Linked DNA regions of Mus musculus: region 1 is linked to region 2. Evidence: chromatin contacts called from public Hi-C data. All regions are on one chromosome and are shown on one strand. The core of a region is the stretch at or near the end of the contact, and the rest is flanking DNA. Distances in the headings are between cores, read along the strand shown.

Region 1 (4,351 bases), core at 468-2,967, 91 kb after region 2:
CTGACTTCTGTCTTCCATTATAGCAGATAAAGGCTCTATTCAGATGGTCTAAGTAACTAGCCTAGATAATCCCAGGCACGTACAACAGGTCCCTACAAAGACTCCCTTGCTTGAAAGGACCTGTGCACAGAAATGGATCCAGGTCAAGCTACTGTAAGAAGCTGGGGCCCAGTTCAGCTTTGTGCTCTGAGTTCTTTGTGACCTTGCTCAAGACTTGGGAATATTGTAGACCTCACTTGAACAGGGAAGTAATTAGGACATCTTAAAAGAGAAACATTCAGAAAATTAAGACACGTTTTCTTGTGTCATAGTAGTTACCTCAGATTCCAAACAGGACAAGGGGTTAGCCATAAACCCTTATCACTTACCATCAGTCTAACACACACATGTTAAATGCAACAACACATTTCAAATTTGCAAGTTGCTAAGGTATTCTTGATAAAGAGTGGGGGAGGAAGGGAACTGTTTTTAATAGAGAAATCACAATTAATAGGGAAATCTACTGTTTTCAGATCACAGTTGATACTACTTATTCAATGAATATTAATGGAACTAAAGATCTGGTATGGAGTAGATGAAATAGGCTAAAGAACAGCCTATTAAAGGATGTTTAGTCATTACAAGAATGAAGTAAGATGAGACTGCAGTACGCTGTTATGGACAGGATGCATTTGAATGTCTCTTCCCCAAGGGCCCACTGTGCAAGGATATTATGGACAGAGAAACAGCCACTTCCACAACCAGAGGTAAACGACTGGAACTGATATGACATGAGCAACTGAAAGAAGTTTGCAGTGTGCTTCTTGCAGAAGACACCGAAGATGATTTGGAGGCCTTGGAAAACAAGAACAGAGGTCAGCACTTTTGACTGAGGTCCATGCCACAGCACAGGGATAGGGAAACAGGTAAAGAAAATAAATCCTGCCTCAGGTCTGTCTCCTTGGAGGCCATACTTTTCCTTCAGGGTGTCAGTTTTCCATTTAGAGAGGGAGAAAGGCCACTCTGCGGCTCTACTTGAGAGAACATGAGAATTCAGTGCACTATTATAAAATCCACCCTGACTTTCCTGATGCAAAGACTTTCCATATACAGGAACTTGATGGCATATACTCTGCTGTAACCTGGACAAAAATGATAACAATAATCTAGATTTTGAAAGAGCTATATCTGTCCCCTTAAATAACTGTCCTAAGAATGATAGGAAATTGCAACAGTCCAAACACTTACACTTGAGAGAAAAGGTTCCCCCCTCAATACAAAAATGTTGCATATTTTTCCTTACAGAGAAAACAATAACAGAAAGAAAAAAAAAAAGGCAGACTACAGGACACAAAGTTTCCTAGCCTGGTCTTTATAATGGACCTTAAAATCTACTCAGGTAAGGAAAGAGAGCAGGTAACAATAACCTCACGCACTGGCCTGTCTAAGCCAGTTAGGCCCAACCCTAGTAAGCCCTGCGACCAGATTCCTACCACGTGGCCTGATGTCAACCCAAGGCTCTTCCATAGCTTCATTTGGGATGTATGTGACAAAGCTGAGACTGAGAATGGGGATCAGTATGAGCGGGCTCAGACTGCAAGACTCAAAAATAATGGTGTCCTAGAAACAAGAGACTTGAACCCCAGGAGAGCTCTTTCACAGAAAGGCTCTGGTGAGGGATCCCAGCCAAAGGCAGAGAAGGGGAAGCAAGGACCTTGACTACGGAAGGGCTACCTACACAGGCTGAGTTAACTTCCTTAGACAACAAGGGGCAGCTGTGCTTCTGAACTCACACATGAGCTTGCCCTCAAAGCTGATGTTTCTATTTATAATAAGTGAACTTCGAATTCATAATAATAGTACTTTCACTTCCCAACTACAAGGACCACATCCGTCCCTTGAACCTCGCTCAGCAAATCCATCTACATACATTTCATTCTCTATTGCACTGTTGCACCAGGACTTAGGGCAAGGCACCAAGCAACATGCAGAATTAGTTGTCCTGTTGTCTGGGACCCAAGTCCTCAGGGACATAGCCAAGTCAACAGTGGTTATAACCACATCCTCTGGAAGACTAGCGCTTTCCCAGTCCAGGAGATGTGTCTCGCTTATTCAAGTCACTTAAGCGTGAGGTGACAGCCTACTTCTCACGATCTCTGATTTGAGTTGCTTGCTTCATGGAGGCTGACGACAGGGCCCTGCACACTCAAGTCTCTCAGGGCTCCTGTAAGAGAGCAGCAACCACTGTTTTAAGCAGATCAGGTCGCAGCCTGAAGGGAAACCAAACACACCCCAATGTAGCAAACAGGAGATGGCTCCTAAATTCACAGGTCCTCCCTCCCTAAGAACCAAAGCATAGGGCCATCATGTACCTGGAAAAGAAATCTGTGCTGGTCTCCACCCAGGACATGATTTGCCATGGGATATGGATGTATCAGGGAATCACCCAGAAAGAACGTAAGGATGACCCAGAGTGACATTGAAGACAAAAGGCAAAGAGGCTCTGGAACAAGAGGCAATGTGCCCTAGATGTGGGGATACTCATGGCCCTGATCCATGTGGCGAAAATCACAGGGCTCCCTTTATTAGACTACAGAAAATGAAGTGGGGAGGGATTTCAGTGGACACACCAGCTGCCCAACTTGGAAGCTCATTAATACTTTCACTTTTTAAAGGCAAAACAGAACAAGAAGAGAGAACATTTACACACCTACTATATGCATTAAATGCTCCAACTAATTAAATGGACTGTCATTAAAATCACCATTAAATGCATCATTGCACTTAATCATGAAGACTGAAAAGGCGGGTAGCAGGTTCTCTGGTGTTTTCATTCAACAGTTATTATGTACCAACAATAGTCTGCTGGGCTATAGGGGCGTCTTTTGGCAAATTCCCCATACTCTATAACTCCATCTCCTGAAATAGATTTAATATTAAATAAATGCGCAAAGAGAATTGTATAAATTGAAATTATGAGTGAATAGCCAAGGAAGAGAGAAGTGGTTTACGTTCCCAAGGTGGCATCTGTACCTTGCATATGTCCTGGTATGAGATCACAACTATGTCTAAACATATAACACTGCAGTTTCTGAGATTTCCCATTGCACCAGGGGACAGGGGAGTTTGTTTATCTCTGAGTTTTGTAAAGATTGCCCAGGACATCAGGAAAGACTAACAAGGGGAAATATTGAAGACTGTGAATGGTTGCAAATGTTATAGAGCCAGCTGAGGGGAAGAGAGGAAAGCAGACAGATAAAAGATCTGTATTTTAGCTGAAGATAGCAATAAAAAAGAAGTTATGAAGTTCAGCCTGATCAATCACTGCCTGCCCTGTACAAACACAGCTATAATAGTTGCTCAAAGAGAGATCAATTTGAGCTTTCCATTGACAATTAATTTTCTGCTTTCATTGTTTCGAATGCCTCTGTGCCTCAGTTTCCTATTATATTTGTATTCACACACACACACACACACACACACACACACACCTATTTACCTGTGGGCTAATTTTTGATGGCTAGGAACTATTGGGGAAATCTAAAGGGTTTTGAGAATTCTCTTCCTGCTTAAAGGACAGCGAGGCCCCAGGTCAATGCCCCCCTCCTTTAGAGCAAAGTACTGAGATCACATGTTTGAGGGACACTGGGAGCTTTCACTACACTAGTGTGGGGCACCAACACATAAAAGGGTCAGTGAACTATACTCAAGATGGTATTCTTGGTTTTCAACTAAAATCTGCTTTTCCAACAAGAGACACTAACAATGAGTATCAGGTGCCACCATGATACCAACGATGTGCCAGGTTTCCTAATGACTGTTCTCTATATATTACAAATAAGATTGCCCATCAATTAGTAAAACATATTTTACAGATAAGGCAATGAAGGTTTTAAAAATCAAAATCACTTCCCAAATGTGAAATAAGATGGAAAAACACCTCTTTCCTGTTCGGGGATATTTTCTTGTGTTTGCCATCACAGTAAACTCCAAACTACTCTCAGAACAGTGCTCTAGCCCTATGTGTGGTCTTACACCCATGGAGGATGCAGAAAGGATGAATGTAGCATCCCTTTAAAGAGATCCTCCACACAAGGAACTCAGAGTGGCAGAGGGAGTAGGAAGGACAGAGCATACAGGATGCCACTCTAAAAGGGTTTCCCCAAGAGAGGGTGTAAAAACAATGGAAATCCAAAGCCCAACCAAAGAGGAGATCCACCTCACCAGAAGACCAGCAAGGACACAGTGGCTGTTCCCTCCACAAGGTGGCACTTGGTGTCCTTGTCTTTCATCTGCAATTTTACACTGGGCAAGGCTCTCCCAGCTTCTCTCTAGTTTGACAATTGATTTTTTTATTGCTTTCCTTCCATAT
Region 2 (4,178 bases), core at 1,453-3,952:
TAGCAAGCACTTTACCAATGAAAGTCAAAGGGACTCACTTCCAATCTACAGCCCGTGGCAAGGAAGACGGGATGTCAATACTAGAGTCAGAGTGTATATGATTTTATTGTCACATGATCTCTTTGTCTCCTCATGTGTCTTGCATGTATGTACTCTTTCCCCTCATCCTCATGAATCAAACTCCCAGTAGCTACTGTGTGTGGCAAGAAGCAAAGTATGGCTCCTATTCATTAGAGAGCAAAGAGCCAAGGTTTTCAGTCCATCGGAGCATAAGGAAGAAAAATCTAGCCCAAAGCCACATGGGTGAGCTTGGAAGAGGCTCATCCTGCTGAGCTTAAAGACGACTCATCTTTAAAGATGCTCCCCTGAATGACAGCCCGATTATAGCTGCTGAGGTTCTGAATGTAGATACTAGCTAAGCTGCGTTTGATTCTTGATCCACACACACTCTAAGATATTGTTCCCTAAATCCACTTAGTTTGGAGATAATTTGCCTTGTACTCAATGGTGACCATGGGAACATGGAGATATCAACCAAAACAAACAATGAGAGTTTGGTAAACTGAACAGACTATATATTTACATAGTGAAGAAAGTAGATACTTTTTTTTATTTAGGAAATATCCTTTTAATTACAACTTAAGACTAAATTATTTGGATATATTTCCAACAAGAAATGTGTTAGGCGAGTTGTGTGAAAACCTCAACATATATTGAGAAATCTAAACTAACACTTGAATGACCAGAATAGAAAACATATATCAAGATGAGAACACTGAAACTATTATTTCTTTTTAGATAGCTTAAAAGAAGAATTCAATTTCTGTTAAAATCCCAGTAGATTGTCTACTTAAATAAAAAAGATTAATCCAAATTTATCCCATAGAATATTAGAATATAACAATAATGACGAATTGTTTTAAAACAGTAATATAATTTAGAGAAGTAATTTTGTCAGGTACTAAAATGTCATAAATCTACAAAGACTTCCATATGGGTGGTTCTGATGAAAAGAATATATATATATATATATATATATATATATATATATATATATATATATATATACATATACATATACATATGAATGATAGGTATAGAAGCACAATGGACCAAGACATTCATATTTGACATGTTAATTCAACAATAAAATGAAAAGAGTTGTGTATATAAAAGGGCTAAATAAATTCAATATTGGAAAATTTTTAACGGTGTTCAAAACAGAATCCAATACATTATCAATAATAACATATAGCACACTTACATCAAGAAGAGAAGAACTTCACTGTCCATGCATAAATGAGTAAAGACCATCTTTTCCATGGAGGAAATGGATTTATTACTAAGGCATCAGATAAATGTTCAAAATTCCTAGTAATCAAAGGAAAATTAGGAAAAATTAAAATCATCACAAAGAAACCACATTGCTTAATATCAAATGTTCAAAGATACTTTAAAAGGGTAGTATGAATTTTCAAGTATACAAAGGGAGGACTAACTTTCATGCATTAGTAATTTTGTATAAATTGATGCAACCTCTTGGGAAAGCAATCTAGCAACATGTATCATATGCTTTATGCATATCTGTAATATTTAATTCAATACTTTCATTTCAGAAATGTTCTTAAAAAGAGATTAGTTATAAACATTCATCACAAAATTATTTGTAATTGCAAAAATGTTCAAAGAGCCTAAATGTCAACAAAGAGGGTTGATTACACATAGCCTTTTATTTTTAGCTACCAACAATATCTGAATCTGAATATTATATCATGAAAATTTCTTCTCACAAAAGAACAGCTCAAAGTAGAACACTAAATTGCCTATGGTATTAGAAATGAATGCACTAAGATTTATTCTAAGCATGGAATTTTACAGCACATAATAAATAACAGTAGCTGAGTTCCTAAAATATTTGATCCTAGGTTTGACTAGAGCTTCATAATTTTAGCCTCACCACTCTGTCAGATATGATAGTCACACAATGGCATTAGAGATCCCAAAAGCCCCATCATATTCATGCAAGTTCAGATACCTGATAACCAGATGGTTGGAACTTGAAATGTATCTACCTCAAAGCACACATTCTTTTTTTTTCTTTTTTATTATTAGATATTTTCTTTATTTACATTTCAAATGTTATCCCCTTTCCTGGTTCCCTGCTCCCAAGCCCCCTATCCCCTTTCACCTCCTCCTGCTTACCAACACACCCACCTCTGCTTCCTGGCCCTGCATTCCCCTACACTCGAGCATCAACCCTTCATAGGACCAAGGGGCTCTCTTCCCATTGATGACTGACAAGGCCATCTTCTGCTACTTATGCAGCTGGAGCTATGTGTCCCTCCATGTGTACTCTTTGGTATGTGGTTTAGTCCCTGGAAGTGATTCTTAAGCTATGCTTTGGAACTGATCTTCACAAAATGCAGAAGTAATTATCCACCAGCATTACAGCGATGAACATCTTTGACTGAATCACCCATATCATGTTCATCATCTTCATAACTGTGATAAAAAGGGTAAGATTTTTCATAAAGTTACCTGAGGACTCCTTTAGAAGATTGATAGTCCCTTTTTTAAAAGACGTATCCCATGGCCTCATCATTCTGGCTATTTCATTGAGCCGAGGAAAGCGGTTTCTGCTATACTTTCCACTAGCCATGCCACGATTACATGCCAATAGTGTAATCTGAGCATTAATATTTACTTCTCACAGTAGAAACTCACTTTCTGTTCCCAAATAATATATCTATTTTCTGAACTCTCTTGCATAAAGAACTCCCCAAAATATTTTCCAAAATAGTCCTTCCCAAATCCAAATTTCGACCCCAGGAAGGGCCCTACCTCTTCATTCTCATGATGGTTTTGTGTGTGTGTGTGTGTGTGTGTGTGTGTGTGTGTGTGTGTGTGTGCATCATTGTAGAGCATGACGAAGTTAGGACTTTATGAGTTACAGTGGCTCAGTATCTGTTTCACTCGCAGCACTGAGCTCCAGCTGTGCATGATGCAGGGGCTGGAAGACATTTACAACCAAACCTTTGCTGGCTGCTTCTGTTAATTTCCTGCTTCCAGTACTCCCTCAATGTTTGTGAACTTATGGCCTTCACAATAGGATAGACAACACCTTAAATTCCTGGTCTGTTTGTCAGTACCTGTGAATATTGCAGCCCAATATCTGAATAGATAGTTTCATAGAAAGGTACAGATGACATGAGAGCACCTAGGCATCACTTCTTAAATTTATTTACACTCTCAACCAACATTTCAGCTTTGAAATGACAAATACATGGGAAAGATCTTACAAAACCTACTTGTTTGGCATTTGCTTAGAGTTTGATCCCCAAGTATTCTGTGAGTGAATGAAATTCGCCTTTACCTTTCTAGAATTACTAGAGGCAGACATCTCAATAAAATGTCACCTTCCATTGTGCTATTTCTGCAAAGGAGCTGCATCAAGCACCAAGTGAGAGGAGGGTGGCTGAGGAGCAAGGTGCAAAGAGAAGCTTTTATGTTTGGCTCCAGAAACCTGTGAAGATGACGTGGGAAGGTTGAGACTACCATGTAGGCCTTAGAAATCAAGATAGGGTCCTGAGAGAGCACTATTTGCGAAACTGGTGCTCCATAAGGACATTTAGAATAAAATATGCAAAGAGGGAAAAAAAAAAAAAGAATGGGGCTGGGAAGAGGGGGGCACAAAGAGTTAATTATTCAATTACAAGTTTGCAGAGGAAACAGAGTACAAACAGAAAAAGAGTTTAAAAGCAATAGTAATTCTATTCAATGTAATTCAATTAATTGTGCTATTGTTGAAAAGTCAAGTAAAATAGACTGAAAACTTTTTCAATTCTGCCTTAGAAATATTACCACAATGTATTATACAAAACTATTCATTTTTAACATAATATTCCTTTCCTGGCATCTATTCCCTCCCTCTGACATGTTTATAAATTAAAATTTTCTCTTCTCTATACTCAACTAATATGGTTGATCTGGGAGAGGCCCATTATACATTCTAGTTCTAGTCTACATTTCTCGGGACAAGAATGTTTCAAACAATGGACCACCAAAACCTATCTGTTGTAGATTAAATAAGTTCTTAACTAAACTGGTTGAAATTTCTATTAGCCAAAGGAAAGTAAACCAAGAACAAATTGATTGTCTATATCTACTCTATTGATTGT

The links. A called contact is a pair of places that touch in the nucleus more often than the background predicts.
Region 1: a Hi-C map of pre-pro-B cells shows a contact between it and region 2, with 2.4 times the contacts expected there. The contact joins two enhancer-like sites. A contact is called at or near these places in 2 of 484 Hi-C or Micro-C datasets (granulosa cells and pre-pro-B cells) and 1 of 9 other capture datasets (pancreatic islet).

Annotation. Positions count from the first base shown.
Region 1 is chr5:39,629,169-39,633,519 of GRCm38.p6, forward strand. All of the region lies in intron 1 of Hs3st1 (heparan sulfate (glucosamine) 3-O-sulfotransferase 1), which reads right to left. Among named protein-coding and RNA genes, the nearest start is that of Hs3st1, 13 kb to the right of the region's middle. Within about 2 kb of position 1,718, at least 42 of the 459 cell types and tissues checked have an H3K27ac peak or open chromatin away from gene starts, as enhancers often do. A contact at or near this core is called in pre-pro-B cells, where this site is marked.
Region 2 is chr5:39,537,614-39,541,791 of GRCm38.p6, forward strand. 4930513D17Rik (RIKEN cDNA 4930513D17 gene) reads right to left here. Exons shown (of 6, transcript NR_045416.1): 2 at 1,265-1,371. Among named protein-coding and RNA genes, the nearest start is that of Gm25377, 19 kb to the left of the region's middle. Within about 2 kb of position 2,703, at least 3 of the 459 cell types and tissues checked have an H3K27ac peak or open chromatin away from gene starts, as enhancers often do. A contact at or near this core is called in pre-pro-B cells, where this site is marked.